3 separate regions of the Mus musculus genome follow, and all the other regions are linked to region 1. The links are chromatin contacts, called in public HiChIP or PLAC-seq and promoter capture Hi-C maps. All regions are on one chromosome and are shown on one strand. Each heading gives the region's core, a stretch centred on a gene start, on an enhancer-like site or on the middle of the called end of the contact. The rest is flanking DNA. Distances are from core to core; before and after follow the strand shown. Region 1 holds the start of Slc36a3os (solute carrier family 36 (proton/amino acid symporter), member 3, opposite strand). Region 2 holds the start of Tnip1 (TNFAIP3 interacting protein 1). Region 3 overlaps Anxa6 (annexin A6).

Region 1 (4,855 bases), core at 1,034-3,533:
CCAACATAAACGATGCACAAGAAAGTCAGCCCAGCCCAGAACATAGGATACGACAACTGGACGGATAGTCTGGCAACTTGTTACCTCCAAAAAGTAAAAACCTGCAAGGAAAATGGAGCTGGGATGTAGCTCAAAGGTAGAGCACCTGCCTAGCACACATGAAGTTCTGGGTTCAATTCCCAGTACCAGAAAACAAACAACAAACAAAAACCCACAGCAGGAGCCGGGCGTGGTGGCGCATGCCTTTAATCCCAGCACTCGGGAGGCAGAGGCAGGTGGATCTCTGAGTTCGAGGCCAGCCTGGTCTACAAAGTGAGTTCCAGGACAGCCAAGGCTATACAGAGAAACTCTGTCTCAAAAAAAAAAAAAAAAGAAAAAAAAAAAAAAAAAAAAAAACCCACAGCAGGAAGAATGAAGTTCTGGGTTCAATTCCCAGTACCAGAAAACAAACAACAAACAAAAACCCACAGCAGGAAGAATGACGTAATTTTTCAAATTTAAGAGCTGTAATTGAGTTCAATGCATAGGCTTGCCTGGATCCAACTTTATAGTGGGTGTGGGAGGAGGTATGTGAATAAAGGGAGAGCCTAAACCCCAGGACAACAGACCTTTGTTTCCAGTGTATTGAAAGAGAAACAAAGTGTCACTGCCTTTGTCCTCTGCCCAATGACTCTCTTCTGGAGGAAGAAATCACACAGACACACCATGGTGACAGTTTATAAGAAGACCAGCCTGGACTCTCCAAAATGACCTGATGAAAAACCAGTGCAAATGCAAAAAATGTGCAAAAATATTCCACATGGAAAAAAAAAAGACAAAAGAGGTACAGCCAAACACAACATAAAGCTTTGGAAAATTTTTAACAAAAAAAAAATAAAAGTTAAGTCAGATACAGTGGCAAACCTGCAATCCCAGCACTTAGAAGGTAGAGGCAGCAGAATTAATAATTCAGGGGCAGTCTGGGCTATATATGAAGTTTAAAGCTAGCCTTGGCTATGTGAGACTATGCCCTCCCCCTCAAAGAAAGAGATATTTGTAAAATAATTAAAATATATAAATTACATATTTGTTGTTAGTTGATTTCTGACTATTAAGAACTAAGAGAAATATGCCTATGGTATTTCAAGTAGATATTTCATGACTTCGGAAATTATCATTGAAATGAACTGAATTGAACTGAGTACTTTTGGGGAGTGTGGGGTGTGTGTGTGTGTGTGTGTGTGTGTGTGTGTGTGTTGTGACTATAATACCCAGAATGCAATTCAAGGCCAAAGGTAACTACAAATGAATTTCATTAGAGTAAATGGATGTGGGTGGTTGTGGTAACACCAGCACTATCAGAGTAGAGGCAAGAAAATCAGGTTTTCAAGGTCACACTGGCTTTGTGGTAACACCAGCACTATCAGAGTAGAGGCAAGAAAATCAGGTTTTCAAGGTCACACTGGCTATCTGGCTAATCAGAGGCCAGCCTGGGCACCACAAGGCCCTATCTCAAAAAACTAACTCTCCAAAGCCAGAGTTTATGGCTGTTAATTTCTCTTGTACAACCAACTTTTTCTGTGGGTCAGACATTTCTCAAAATAAAACCATCAGAAATAATTGTTTTGAAAAGGAAATCAAAAAAAAAAGGGGTGGGGGGCTGGAGAGATGCCTCAGCGGTTAAGAGCACTGACTGTTCTTCCAAAGGTCCTGAGTTCAATTCCCAGCAACCACATGGTGGCTCACAACCATCTATAATGAGATCTGACACCCTCTTCCGGGGTGTCTGAAGACAGCTACAGTGTACTCACATATAACAAATAAATAAATCTTTTTTTAAAAAATAGAAAAAAGAAAGAAGAAAAGAAAAGAAAATGAGATCCATCCTAAACAGTAACTTATTTCCCTTGTCCTTGTCTTCCTTCCCAGGTACGTTGTGAGCTTCCTGCTGATCGTCACTCAGCTGGGCTTCTGCAGCGTGTACTTCATGTTTCTGGCGGACAACTTACAACAGGTAAAGAGGGGTCTTCTGGGCAGAGTGGGTGGGAGGAGAGCAGACCTCCCGATGCTGGGGCTGTTAGTGTCTGCCCATATTAGACCACAGTTGAGACCAGAGCAAAGCCAAAGCCCCTAACCTTTAGGCTGGAAAGCATCTCAAGTTGTCACATCCAAGATATCTAACGAGCGGTCACGTTCCCCTCATCTCGTTCCTAATGCAGGCAAGTCAGACAGAGCCTTCTTTTACAACAGCTTTGTGAGACAGAGGAGCACACCCAGCCAGACAGGAAGAACAGTGTGCCTTGTAACAGAGGGACTGTTTGAGCAGAGGATGCTCAATGCTCAGCCCCGCCCCGCTTCACCCACAAAGTCTAAAAAGGATGTGCTAATGTAACAGAAACTCCTTTCTAGTCATGTGAGCGGGGAAACCACCACTTCACAGGGAAGAAGAGATTGTCTAGCAGACAGAAAGAGCCTTGTGCCTTTGGGCTTCAGGATGCTCAATGTTTCCCATCGTCAGAATCACACGCACTACAGTAAGGCGGTTAGGTTTGCCCAGTAAAATGCAGGACACCCAAAACCAGACACAGAGGTTCACATCCATAACACCAACATTTGGAAAACAGAAGCAGAATGATCAAAAGTTCAAGGTCATTCTCAGCTATGCGGCAAGGCTGAGGCCAACTCTGAAGGATATGCGAGACCCTGTCTAAAGTGCTTGTCTGCTTGTCTTGCCAGCCCAAGGGCCTGGGTACCATCTCCCAGGATCCCCATATTTAAAAAAAAAAAAAAAAAAAAAAAAAAAAAAAAGCCAGGTTTGGGCTAGAGAGATGGCTCAGCAGTTAAGAGAACCAAGTGCTCTTCCAAGGGTCCTGAGTTCAATTTCCACCAACTATATGGTAGTTCACAACTATTTATCTGAAGTGGGATTCGATGCCCTCTTCTGGTGTGTCTGACTACAGTGTACTCTCATACATAAAATAAATACATAAATCTAAAAGAAAAAAAAAAAAACCTAGGCTTTCTGGCCTGCAGCTGTAATTCAGTGCTGAGGAGGCAGAAGCAGACGGATACCTGCAGCTCACTGGAGGGCCAGCCTAGCCTAACTTGCCCAGTACCAGGCTAATGAGAGACCCTCTCTCAAAAGCAAGGAGGGCCACATCTGAGGAACATTACTGATTTTGTCCTCTGGAGCCCCCAGCACCACACACATGAGTGCAGAGACACAGAGAAGACACGTATTGATGCAGCTGTAGCGATGGCTCAGCAGTTAAAAGCACTTGTTGCTCTTTCGGAGGATATAGACCTGGGTTCGGTTCTCAGCACCCACATGGTGGCTCAAAGCCATCTGAAACTCCAGCTCCAGGGGACCTGACTTCCTTTTTTGGCCTCTTCCAGGACTGGGCATGTACATGATGTATAGGCAAACATTTCATACAAATAAAATTAAGTAAATCTAAAAATGTCTTAAGGATTCACTTATTTTATGTGCATGAATGTTTTGCCTGCATAAATATATGTGCACTACAGACTCATGAGAGTCAGAGGAAGGTATTGGCACTCCTGGAACTGTGAGCCACAGTGTGGGTACTGGGAATGAAACTCATGTCCTCTGTAAGAGCAACCAGTGTTTTTTAGCCACTGAGCCATCCCTCTAGCACCGGAAAAAAAAAAGATATCTGGCTATACTGAAATGTCACACAAGTCGTGAATAATGTCTTTTCTACTGTGGCAGTAAGTTTTCAGTCGATGAGCTGAAATCCTAATTGAAATGACTCTCAGTGACTCACGACTGACGTCCTGCCTTTCACTGTGTCGTTCTGGCAGATCATGGAAGAAGCCCACTTCACCTCCAACGTCTGCCAGCCGAGGCAGAGCCTGGTGATGACCTCCATCCTGGACACTCGCTTCTATATGCTCACCATCCTGCCCTTCCTCATCCTGCTGGTGCTCATCCAGAACCCACAGGTGTTGTCCATCTTCTCTACCTTGGCCACCATCACCACCCTGAGCAGCCTGGCTCTGATCTTCGAGTATCTCATCCAGGTCTGAAACCACACAGAAGAGGGGCGGGGTCCAGGGTTTCTGAGGTGGGAAAATGAAGATGAGGAAGGTGGCCGGTCCCCAGCTCTGAGCCTAGGTGAATTCTAAAAACACTTCTGTCCCACAAGCTAGGCATCACTATCATCTACACCCTCATCTTCGGCATCATGGTCATATCCAATAACAGTGAGTCACTGGGAATTTAGTTGCTGAATGTTTTCTGTGGTCCAGTGTTGTGCAAGAAGCTGGGGATTTTGTGGTTCAATAATAAGAGATAAAGAAGGATGCCACATTCTCCATTGGGTCAACAAATAACAAGAACTACCACAGCAGGGAGATGGGGAGAGGGCTCAGTGGGTAAAGTGTTTGCCGCCCTAGCGTGAGGATCTGAGTTCCCACCCCCAGTATCCACATGACAGCCTAGCACAATGGAGCACACAATGTAACCCTAGAACTGTGAGAGTGGAAGGTGGGTGGGGGTTCACTGACCAGCTGAAATGGCAAACACCAGGTTCAATGAGAGACTCAAAATAATAAGGTGGAGAACTATAGGGGAGACATCAGATATTGACCTCTGGCCTCCACGCACACTGACATGGATACACACACCATGGAGACACAGCACTGGTTAGTGGACAGAAACTATATAGCAGCTGGCTAGATGACTCAGATCCTTGCCTGAGGCCCTGAGTTCCATACCCAGCCCCCACAGAGAGGTAGGGGAGGACTGACTACCACAAGTTATCTTTTGATCTCCACATGCATACCATGGCACATAAGCCCACCCTGCCCCTCCACAATAAAATAAATGTAAAATAAAAAGTTTTAAAAGAGA
Region 2 (4,855 bases), core at 1,553-4,052, 170 kb after region 1:
TCTCATTACAGATGGTTGTGAGCCACCATGTGGTTGCTGGAATTTGAACTCAGGACCTCTGGAAGAGCAGGCTGTACTCTTAACTGCTGAGCTATCTCTCCAGCTCCCTTGTTTATTTTTTGAGATAGGATCTCACTATGTAGCCAGACTGACCTCAAACTCACTTCTGCCTCAGCCTCCCCCATGCTGGGTTTACAGATTCGCACCACCCAGCCCTGTTCTTGACAGTGCCCAGTGCCTTGAGGAAGAGAGTATGATGTGGGATTGAGCACTGGACTAAGAGTCTGGAAGGCCCCAAGTTACTCAGGGAGAAGTCACTTCCTCTGTCTGGCCTTCACTTCCTGCTGCAATGGAAGTGAAGTGATGCAATAGTCAGAGGCTCTCCCATCCTTCCCTGGGCAATCCCGACCTCAAGCGCACAGAAGCCACTGAGAAAAGAATTCAGCAAACTCTGCCCCAGCTCCCCTTCCGTGTGCCCGGCCTTCGCCATGGGCTGTGTGCAAGATGTGTGCCTATATCTTTAGTTCTCCCTTCTTCAAACTCCATGTCACACTTGGGACGAGTGGTTGCCAGTATTTTGTGCAGACACTTCTCAGTACAGAGTCTATTCCCTTTGTGGTGAACATCCTTTTTTGTGTTCTTCCTTGATTTTTTTCAGGTCTCAGCTGAGAAGTCACTTCCTGCAGGAAGGCTGCCCAGGCTCCCAAATCCCAACTAGACATCTGCCCTGGTACCTACAGCTCCCTGCAATATTTTTCCTGACAAAACACATCTTTTCCAGTGTTTGCTGTAACTATCTGATCATATGCCACAGCCTCCAGAACAGTGCCATCCAACAACACCCTCTGCAATGGTGCAGGGAATGGACAGACTTGTAGGCCCATGTGGTATTCAGAAACTGAAGACCAGACAGGAGAAATGACTTCTAAGTGAATTTAGTTAGGGGTTTCCTGACTCCCAGTCTAGCACTCTTTTCTACACCATACCATCTTCCTCATGGCACTGACCACTCTTCAAGGGCTCAAAGCCACATGCATAGTAGTACACACCTGTAACCTCAAGTCACATGTAGGAACAGCTGTCATCCTGGCTATACATCACAATGAAAGGTGCCTAATGCTATTAAGGAACTGAGTGTGTGTGTGTGTGTGTGTGTGTGTGTGTGTGTGTGTGTGTATGTGTGTGTGAGTGTGAGTGTGTAGGACATGTGCATATGTGTGTACATATACGTGAAGCCCAGCAGTGAACCTCAGGTGTTACTCCTTAGGTGACAACCATCTTGTTTTTTATGACAGGTTCTCTCACTGCCTCCGGCTCATCAGTTTAGCTAGACTGGCTGACCCACAGATCCCAGATATCCTGTCTCTGCCTCCCCAGCACTGGCCTGTGTGTATCTACACCAGACTTTTAAATTTGGGTGCTGGGGCTCAAAATCAGTGAGCACTTTACCCACTGAGCTATTTCCTCATTTCCTCAATTATTGCTTTTATTTAGGTTTAGTTAATTTACATTTGATCCACCATATGTGGATAATGGTCACTCAGTTGGATAGGACAGTCCTGAACTAGGGATAATCAAGAAAGCCTCTCTCACCCAGGTGGCCTCTTCCTATCTCCTCAGACATTTTTGTGGCAGGTAGTGAATGGCAGTGGGTAACTTTATATATGTAGTCAGTGGTTTACAAGGGGTGTCGACAAAGCATCTTTTGGCTTCTGGTACAGTTGCAGAAAGCAGACAGAGCAAGACTCAGTTTCCCACTTTGCAGTGGGTGTGACAGTGAGTGAGATGGGGGTCAGTGACACGTGCATGTGTGAGCAGTCATTTGTTGTGACAAAAGACTGACAAGCAGCATCTTAGAGGAGGGGTTTATGTTGGCTCCCAGTTTGAGGTGATACAGTCCACTCTGGTAGGAAGGCCTGGCAGTGTGGGAGTGGCTCTAAGCTGTGGTGGCAAGTGCATCCGGGGGCTCGCTCACATCTAGTGGATCAGGAAGAGCAGAGAAAGCAGAAAACAGTGCTTGAACAACCCTCTCCTGATCCCCACTTTTCATTCAGTCTGGAACCCCAGCCTCCCCGGACAGTGCTGTCCACATTCAAGGTGGGTCTTCCCTCTTTTGGAAAACCTCTCTGGAAAAGGCCTTACAGGCACACCCCAGGTGTATCTCCTCGAGACTTCTAAATCCAGTGAAGTTGATCATAGAGAATAACCATCACACAAAGCTCAGGAGGAAGTGGCATGCTCAGACTGCAGCTGGCAGGTTCAGAACGGGCCAAGGGTTTCCAAGTGTGGCTGGACATCCAAGTGAGACTCAGCAAGACTCAGCATCTGGGGAAGAATGAGAAACTTTTCCTCCTCTGGAGAGGATGCTTGGGAGCAGATGAGGCAGGAACAAGACAGGAGGACGTGAGCAGGATGCCTGGAGATTTCCCCAAGGCCACGCACACTGGAATCCCCCACTTTGAACAAAAGAGGAAACATATATCTCCAGGCCATCCCAGCAGGGCAGCCCAGGTGGCCTGTGTCCTTGTACCTGCCTTTGCTTGATTCCCAGCCCAGCTCAGGAGCCAGCAGGCTCTCAGCTCTTCTCCAGAGCCCCCTCCCCTTCCTGGAATCTACCACAAGTGACAGGCAGCCTGGGGAGCAACAGGTGGAGGCTGGCAAAGGGCCCTCTGCTCTGCCAGAGGCGGGATGGGGCCTCAGCTCGGCCTTGTGGGGCTGCCTGGTGGCTGGCTTCTCCATCATGGGGGAATTCCCCTCCTGCCTCAGAGTCAGCTCCGCCCAGCCCTCCTTCCTGCAGAAGCTCAGAAAGCCCAGCAACCTTCACAGGGACACAGGGAGGCATGGCCGCACTCACTGGGCACATCTTCAGATCACCTCGTGCATTCTCGGATGAGTGACCTGGGCTGAAGGTAGGTGTGACAAGGCAGATTCCAGGAGCGTCACACGGTAATGTCAAGGCCACCAGACCTTCCCAGCTGTGTGTCAGTAACTGCTTGGCCTCCTCTTCTCTGCCAGCTGGGGTCTTTTGCTCCCCAGCCTAGCTTGGTGGGCCCACCTAGGGCCTTGAATTCTGTGTCTCTGTTCTTCCCTGAGCCTCCTTTGCCCTCTGACCTCTGTCTCTCTCCCTCGTACTTGTTCTGACCAATCTTCTCTCCGAATGTCTGCAACTTTTCCAAAGGGAAGGAAAGAGAGACTTTCTCTTTTTCTGTACTATCCCTCTCTCTGAGGGGTGAAGGGGACTTTTCTCTTTCTTGTTCCCATATTTTCTTGTGTGTGAGAGGACATGTTTGCATTTGTGTCAGGCTCCCAGGAGCAGGTACATATATCGGTCCATGGGAGTGTTTATGTTTGTGGATGGTCTGGGTGTCTGTCTCTGTGTGAATGTGAATTTTGAGGGGGATGGTGTGGGATGAGCTGGGCAGTTTGGAAGTCTAAACCCAAACAAGGAAGGTTGGTGGAAACCCATCTTGCTCCCTGGGGGACACAATAGCTGTTGAGCCCCTCCTCAGCACTGGAATGAAGGAACCCCTCCCCTGTCTCCAGACTTCTTTGCTCTGAGGCCCACTGGCTCCTTCTGAGGGTGAACCTTTCACCGAGAACTTGAGGCCCTGGGAGTGGGGCCAAGGGCTGGCAGATGGTGGGGACTTCTTTTTTTGATAATAAGCAGTCCAGTTTTTCCGAAGCTGGTCAGAGGGCCAGCCTAGGGAAGTCCCTGGCTGGGGGAGGTAAGGGCCAGAGGCTGGGTCTGACTTTTGACAGTGACCTCTGGACTGCAGAATGAGGGAGGAATGTGGCGAGATTCTAGAAGACATGAGAAGGTATGGGGTAGATTGAGAGAGAAATGCTATTGGGGCCTGGTAGGGCTTCCCAGGATTGGGCAATGTTCTGGTCCTATGGGTCTGCCTCCCTTAGGGACTAATCTCTTCCCACTTCCAGGAAGATGATGAGGAGCAAGCTAGGATCCCAGTTTGGAGCCAGCTTGATACTCTGATTTGGAGTCAGGCGGGCCAGAGGGAGAGAAGCCAGAGAAGGAAAGACCCAGGACTCCTCGAGACCGTGGGAGGGGCCTGGCAGGGCCAGTGTATGAGGAGCTGGGAATTTCCCTGGTGTCATTGTCCTAGAAACCAGAGAATAACAGGCAGGTTAGGGACACAGGAGAAAGAGCCGGGGAGGAGAAAGAGGAGGACAAGGCTGGCGAGGAAGCCAGCAGCCGTGGCCAGAGGCCACCTCCTCAGACAGCTCTCAGTGAGATCCAGGCAAAGTGAGCCCCAGCAGTAGGCCTGAGATCCCCTGAGAGAGGAAGATCCACACTCCCTGCTGCCCCAGACCACAATGACCATGCTTCTTATCACTAGGGCCATTTCTCTCTGTGTGTGCCACAAACTGGCCCTGCTGTTGTCCCCATAGCCTTGCTTAGAAAGCTAGGTTACAGACCAGGAGTGAGTGTCAGGGTCAGAATCAAAGCCCAGACTTCAGGAGGTGGGAGGTGTCCTGGGAAGAGGGCAAGTTGTGAATGCAAATGCTTTCCTTCCTCTTGAGAGGATGACTGGGGGATGCAGAGATGGCTCAGGGGCTAAAGGAGCTTGTTGCTAAGTCTGACAACCCGAGTTTAATCCCTGGGACTCATGTAGTAAGAGAGACAGGACTCCTACATACAGTCCTCTGAGCTCCATTACATGTGCTGTGACATGTGCTAGGGAGACATACACACATGATACACACTTGTAATAAATAAATAAATAAATAAAAATAAATGTAAAAGATGATGCATGAACACAGAAAAAAACTGTGGCCTTCATAGCCTAGGAAGGTAGGTAGAATTAAAAATGCCTTTTTAGGCTGAGGGGAGCTGAAA
Region 3 (4,855 bases), core at 1,628-4,127, 140 kb after region 1:
GACCAGGTAGCTGGCTTCCCTCTAGGTGAGGTGGTGACATCTCCCAGGTGTTCATTCATGTGACACAGAGACCTATGGCATTTCCATAGCACATCAGAGTAAATGAACATTTGCTACAAACGATACAGGGGTTCCGGCTGCCCCTGGGGAGAGCAGATGTTCCTGTGTTAGGGTACTATAGTGAGGTTGGACTGCTTAGAGAATTCAAGTATGGAAACAATGTACCAAAGAGAAGGACATGTATTACAAGACAGGGCACAACAGATCTTCAAAGTGAAGGCCACCATCTGCCTTCTTTGTTCCTAGCTTGAATTTTTTATTATGAAAATATTACTTCTGCACATGCTAGTGTCTCTTGTCCACGAAACCTCACTCCAAACACTGTCCCTCATGCCTTCATGTCTTCCAGGGCCTAGGGACCCGAGACAACACTCTGATCCGCATCATGGTCTCCAGGAGCGAGCTGGATATGCTTGACATCCGGGAGATCTTCCGGACCAAGTATGAGAAGTCACTCTACAGCATGATCAAGGTGAGCAGACTTTGGGGTGGTAGGGGTGGCAGGGATGGGGAGCAGAGACCTCCCACCACCACCTTCCCAGGTCTTGGGAGCCTCTACACAGCAGCATGTGGGTCTTGGGTATTAGAAGAGTTCTTGCTATAGTGCATTTTCAAGGAAGTTCAAGCTGGTGACAAAGGAAGGCATGGAGTCTGGAATGATGGCTCAGCACCGGTTGTTCTAGCAGAGGACCCAGGTTCAGTTCCCAGCACCCATATGAGGGCTCACCACTATCTCTAAGTCCAGATCTAGAAAAATCTAATGCCCTCTTCTGGCCTCCCTAGGCACTGCAACCACATAGCAAGTATAAATATATGTAGACAAACACTCTTAAGTATAGATGGATGGAGGGATGGATAGATAGATAGATAGAAAGATAGATAGATAGATAGATCTTTATTTACATTTGTCTATCTATCAGAGCTACACAGAGAATGCTGTCTTGGGAGGTGAGGAGAGGAGGTAAAAGAAAAGACATGGCTGGATCCTGTAGGGCTTGTACTTAGAGTTAATGGCCAGGATGCTGTCCCAAGGGCAGTGGGTATCCACAATCTGCAGAGAAGTTCACTGAAGAACACAAATGAGCATTAGAAAACCCTGGAGCCTGCTGGGTGACTAATGCCGTCTCAGGGGTAGCCATCCCGTGAGGCCTTGCCAAGAGATTGTCAGATGTAATAATTTTATAAGCTAATGGGGAAAAAATTTAGTTTGTACTCATGAATGATATCCAAAGAGGATTTTTTTATGGGTATCATGCACTGAACATTCCATGGGGAAAAAAGTTTGGGAAAATCTAGAATAAACAAAGATGCTGTTGCACAGGGCCTTTACCTGGGAACTTCTCACAGCCGTTGTCTTTTGAGGTCCATTCCAAAGCGTCGAGGGATAAGCCGTCTCTATTAACATACGGCTTGGTCAAATATTTGTTTGATTTTGAGCATTTTCCCGTGGGTGTGTTTATGGAATTCTACTTCCAGGAAATGGTTCCCATGGAAGTGCTATATATACCTGGGAGAGTGGAATGTCAGGGCCATGGGGAAATAGCATCTCAGAATGCCACGTCTAGTGAAGTCAGCATGGCGGCCAGCTGTTATCACTGGGAAGTATTTCTACCACAGGAAAGGTGGCAAACAACACACGCCAGAGACTTGTTCCTTCCTGTCTTTCCCAGAGCTGGTTGCTGGATAGTGACCAGCCATACACTGTTGGGGGCCTGAGCCACTGCAGGCAGGAGAAAAGGGGGAGCTGGTGTAAGTGTTCTGCCTCCCCTTCTTGTCCAAGAAGAGCCACGGCTGTGTTTGAGGTCACCTTTTCTCCTCTCTTTCCCCAGAATGATACTTCCGGTGAATACAAGAAGGCTCTGCTGAAGCTGTGTGGAGGAGATGATGAGTAAGTGACTTCTAGGCCCCAGGATGGAAAGACGGCCTGACTCTTCCAGCGCCTGTCCCAGTGGATGGGTGGATTGCATGAGCCTGGGTCTCTTTTGAGGCTGGAATGACAAATGAGGGAAAGTGACCCTCAGTATTCCAGTCTCTGCTGTCTTGGGGACCGTGTGTCTGAACAAGTGTGGCTACTATATATGGAACTCTCTGCTCTGTGAACTTGGAGGTCGATCTGGTGTCTGGACTGGGGATTAGAATTCAGGGGACTTAAGCTGGTCATGGTGGCACACGCCAGAGCCAAACAGATCTCTGTGAGTCCAGACTGGTCTATGTAACAAATTCCAGACTAGCCAGGACTGAGTAGTGAGACCCTGTTTCAAAAACTGATAGGGGAAGGAGCCAGGGGAAGGAGCCAGGAGAAGCAGGTCTGGGAAGCCCACCTGTAAGAAAGCCTAGGGATGAGGATTGGCCTGTGACTTCCTATGGCTTCTTCCTATGACTGCCATGGGTTCTGTGGAGAGCCTGGCAAAGAGATGAGGTGGCAGGTGAGCTACAGGGACCCTTCCTGGAATATTAAACTAGGTGACTGTGCCATAACACAGCCAAATTTATACCGAGGACATGGTGGGTTCTTAGACTCCCTTCTCCAGGGTTCAACAGTCAGTTAAGGAAGGGACATAAGGGCTTCCTGTTGACTATGCTCACTGCCACAGAGGCCAGAAATCCCTCCACACACACTGGCCCCTCACATGGCCTGGTGCCTTGCAAAAAGGTAAAGGGATGAAGCAGCCATGCCCTGCCCTTGGCTTATTTGGAAGGGGATTTGCACAGGAGTCACCCTGCTGTGATGAACAAAGAAGAGGTTGAAGGACTGCCCTACTTGGTCCTGGACCAACAAGGCTGCTAGGGAAAGCCCCACTGCATGCATAGGTTAGAGGGAGCTTAGGGGAAGCCAGAAGAATCGTGGCACTAGAAAGTCCTCGGATGAACTCATGCTACAGAAGAAACAAAGCCAAACAGGTCTGTGTTAGTGTGTGTGTGTGTGTGTGTGTGTGTGTGTGTGTGTGTGTGTGTGTGTGTGTGTGTGTGTGTGTGGTGTATTTGGCATAAGAGTGTTCTAGAAGTATGGGGTGTAGCCCATGATGACATTCCCTCCCATCCTCTCCCCGAACCCCTCCATTGTTCCAGTGCCGCTGGCCAGTTCTTCCCGGAGGCAGCACAGGTGGCCTATCAGATGTGGGAACTTAGTGCAGTGTCCCGAGTCGAGGTCAGACCCTCCCCACTTCCTGCTTGATCTCCTAATCACTGGCTTCCCCTTCTGCTTGCACCTTGCCACTGTACGCTGGTTGGCCCCTAGCTGCCCTCTGGTGGCCAACCCGAGCTGCGGCATCTTATATCTGAAGTTTCCAGATCTCTGCGCTGGTTCGTCCTAACAGCCCAGGGAGCATCCTGCCTGCTCTCCACTAACAAGGCTTCCTCCAGTGAGCCCCGAGGTTCCACGAGGGCCTCTGCATCCTGGGCCTGGCAGTTGGGCTTTGCATCCTGAGAGCAGAGAGGGCACTCCTGCTACTGTTGTTACTGCAGGATTTCGGGGGGTATACTCCTGAGCACTGTCACACCCAGGGGTCCACACTGGACGGGACAAAAGGTTTCACACAGGCTCCTGGCAAACTACTCCAGATACTGCTGGGTCCTCACCTTCCCTCCTGGCCTCTATGCCTGAACCTTTCAAATGAGGGGGTTAGACATGGCAGTCCTGGTGGCCTAAAGGCTCTTGAACGCTGAACTTCTATTCTACTCTTCCCTAAATTTGAAGGCAAATGCTGCCACTGAGGGAGACCTCGGGTTATCTGAGGAATGAGCTTGGCTTGGCCGATGAAAGTGCCTCCGCAAGTGTTAAGTGACACCCAAGCTCACAGAGAACCTACTGCTTTTCAGTTCCACCAGCCTTTCTGATAAGTAAAGAGAAAGCGGCTTGGTGCCACATCTGTGCTATACGAGGCGCCTGCCCTTTTACACCGAGAGCCGTGGCTTTGGCAAGCAGTAGCACCTTAAATTTGGTGACCTTTAACTTAAGTGGGGGCTAGTATTACATTCATTTTTATGAATTGGCATCTGTTAATAACATAGGATAATTTTTTTTCTAATTTGTGATAGTATATAAAGTATAAAATTATTTTTATCATAAAACTAGGGATATAGCTCAGTAGTAGAGCATTTGCCTAGCAAACACAAGATTTTTGGTTTAATTGCGACCACTGAAAAATTATTTTCACCTATTTATTAATTTGATAATACTTCTTAAATGTCTATTATATGTCAGGGACTTGTTAGCATAAGAGGAGATATACATATATACAAAAGACTAGGTGTGGTGGTGCATGCCTTTAAACCCAGCACTCAGGAGGCAGAGTCAGGTGGATCTCTATAAGTTTGAGCCCAGTCTGTTCTATGTAATGAGTTTCAGGCTAACCATGGCTACAGAGTAAAACTCTGTGTTAAGGAAAAAACAAACAAAAAGACAAAGATCACACAGTATGATGGCACATGCCTATAATCTCAGCACTTAGCAGGGAGTGGCAGAAGGGTCAGGAGTTCAAGGACAGCCTTTACTTATATGTAGTTTAGTTTGAAGTTGCCTAGGCTACATGAGATCCTGTCTTTTTTTTTTTTTTTAATTGCCTTTTATGAGTATTTAAACGTACTTCAAAATAGATCTATCCAGAAGGTGTTGTTTAGCATGTCAGACACTCCCCCCTCACCCCCGCCCCAATTATTCTAAATAAAACTGTTTAAGCAAAGGTCAGACATGGTGATGAACTTTAGTTCCAGCATTCAAGGAGCTAGAGGCAGGCAGATCTCTGAGTTTGAGGCCTACATAGTGAGTTCCAGGCCAGGCAGAGGGACGTAATGA

Evidence for each region. HiChIP or PLAC-seq counts read pairs in DNA pulled down with a chosen protein or histone mark. Capture Hi-C pulls out chosen DNA fragments and counts their contacts.
Region 2: a contact with region 1 is called in a promoter capture Hi-C map of adipose tissue. The contact joins the promoter of Tnip1 here to the promoter of Slc36a3os in region 1. A contact is called at or near these places in 1 of 484 Hi-C or Micro-C datasets (double positive thymocytes), 5 of 115 datasets of contacts at active chromatin or transcription factors (CD8 T cells, effector CD8 T cells, embryonic stem cells and 2 more) and 2 of 9 other capture datasets (adipose tissue and pancreatic islet).
Region 3: a BATF HiChIP or PLAC-seq map of CD8 T cells shows a contact between it and region 1, with 6 read pairs. The contact joins the enhancer-like site here to the promoter of Slc36a3os in region 1. A contact is called at or near these places in 2 of 484 Hi-C or Micro-C datasets (3T3-L1-derived adipocytes and bone marrow-derived macrophages) and 4 of 115 datasets of contacts at active chromatin or transcription factors (CD8 T cells and embryonic stem cells).

What each region holds. Positions count from the first base shown.
Region 1 is chr11:55,134,427-55,139,281 of GRCm38.p6, reverse strand. Slc36a3os (solute carrier family 36 (proton/amino acid symporter), member 3, opposite strand) reads right to left here and starts at 2,283. Exons shown (of 2, transcript NR_167707.1): 1 at 2,115-2,283. Slc36a3 (solute carrier family 36 (proton/amino acid symporter), member 3) reads left to right here. Exons shown (of 11, transcript NM_172258.4): 6 at 1,909-1,993; 7 at 3,805-4,023.
Region 2 is chr11:54,960,887-54,965,741 of GRCm38.p6, reverse strand. It overlaps Tnip1 (TNFAIP3 interacting protein 1), which reads left to right and starts at 2,802. Exons shown (of 19, transcript NM_001199275.2): 1 at 2,802-2,909.
Region 3 is chr11:54,996,888-55,001,742 of GRCm38.p6, reverse strand. It overlaps Anxa6 (annexin A6), which reads left to right. Exons shown (of 26, transcript NM_013472.5): 12 at 410-532; 13 at 1,890-1,948; 14 at 3,130-3,208. Among named protein-coding and RNA genes, the nearest start is that of Gm19911, 21 kb to the left of the region's middle. Within about 2 kb of position 2,877, at least 52 of the 459 cell types and tissues checked have an H3K27ac peak or open chromatin away from gene starts, as enhancers often do. A contact at or near this core is called in CD8 T cells, where this site is marked.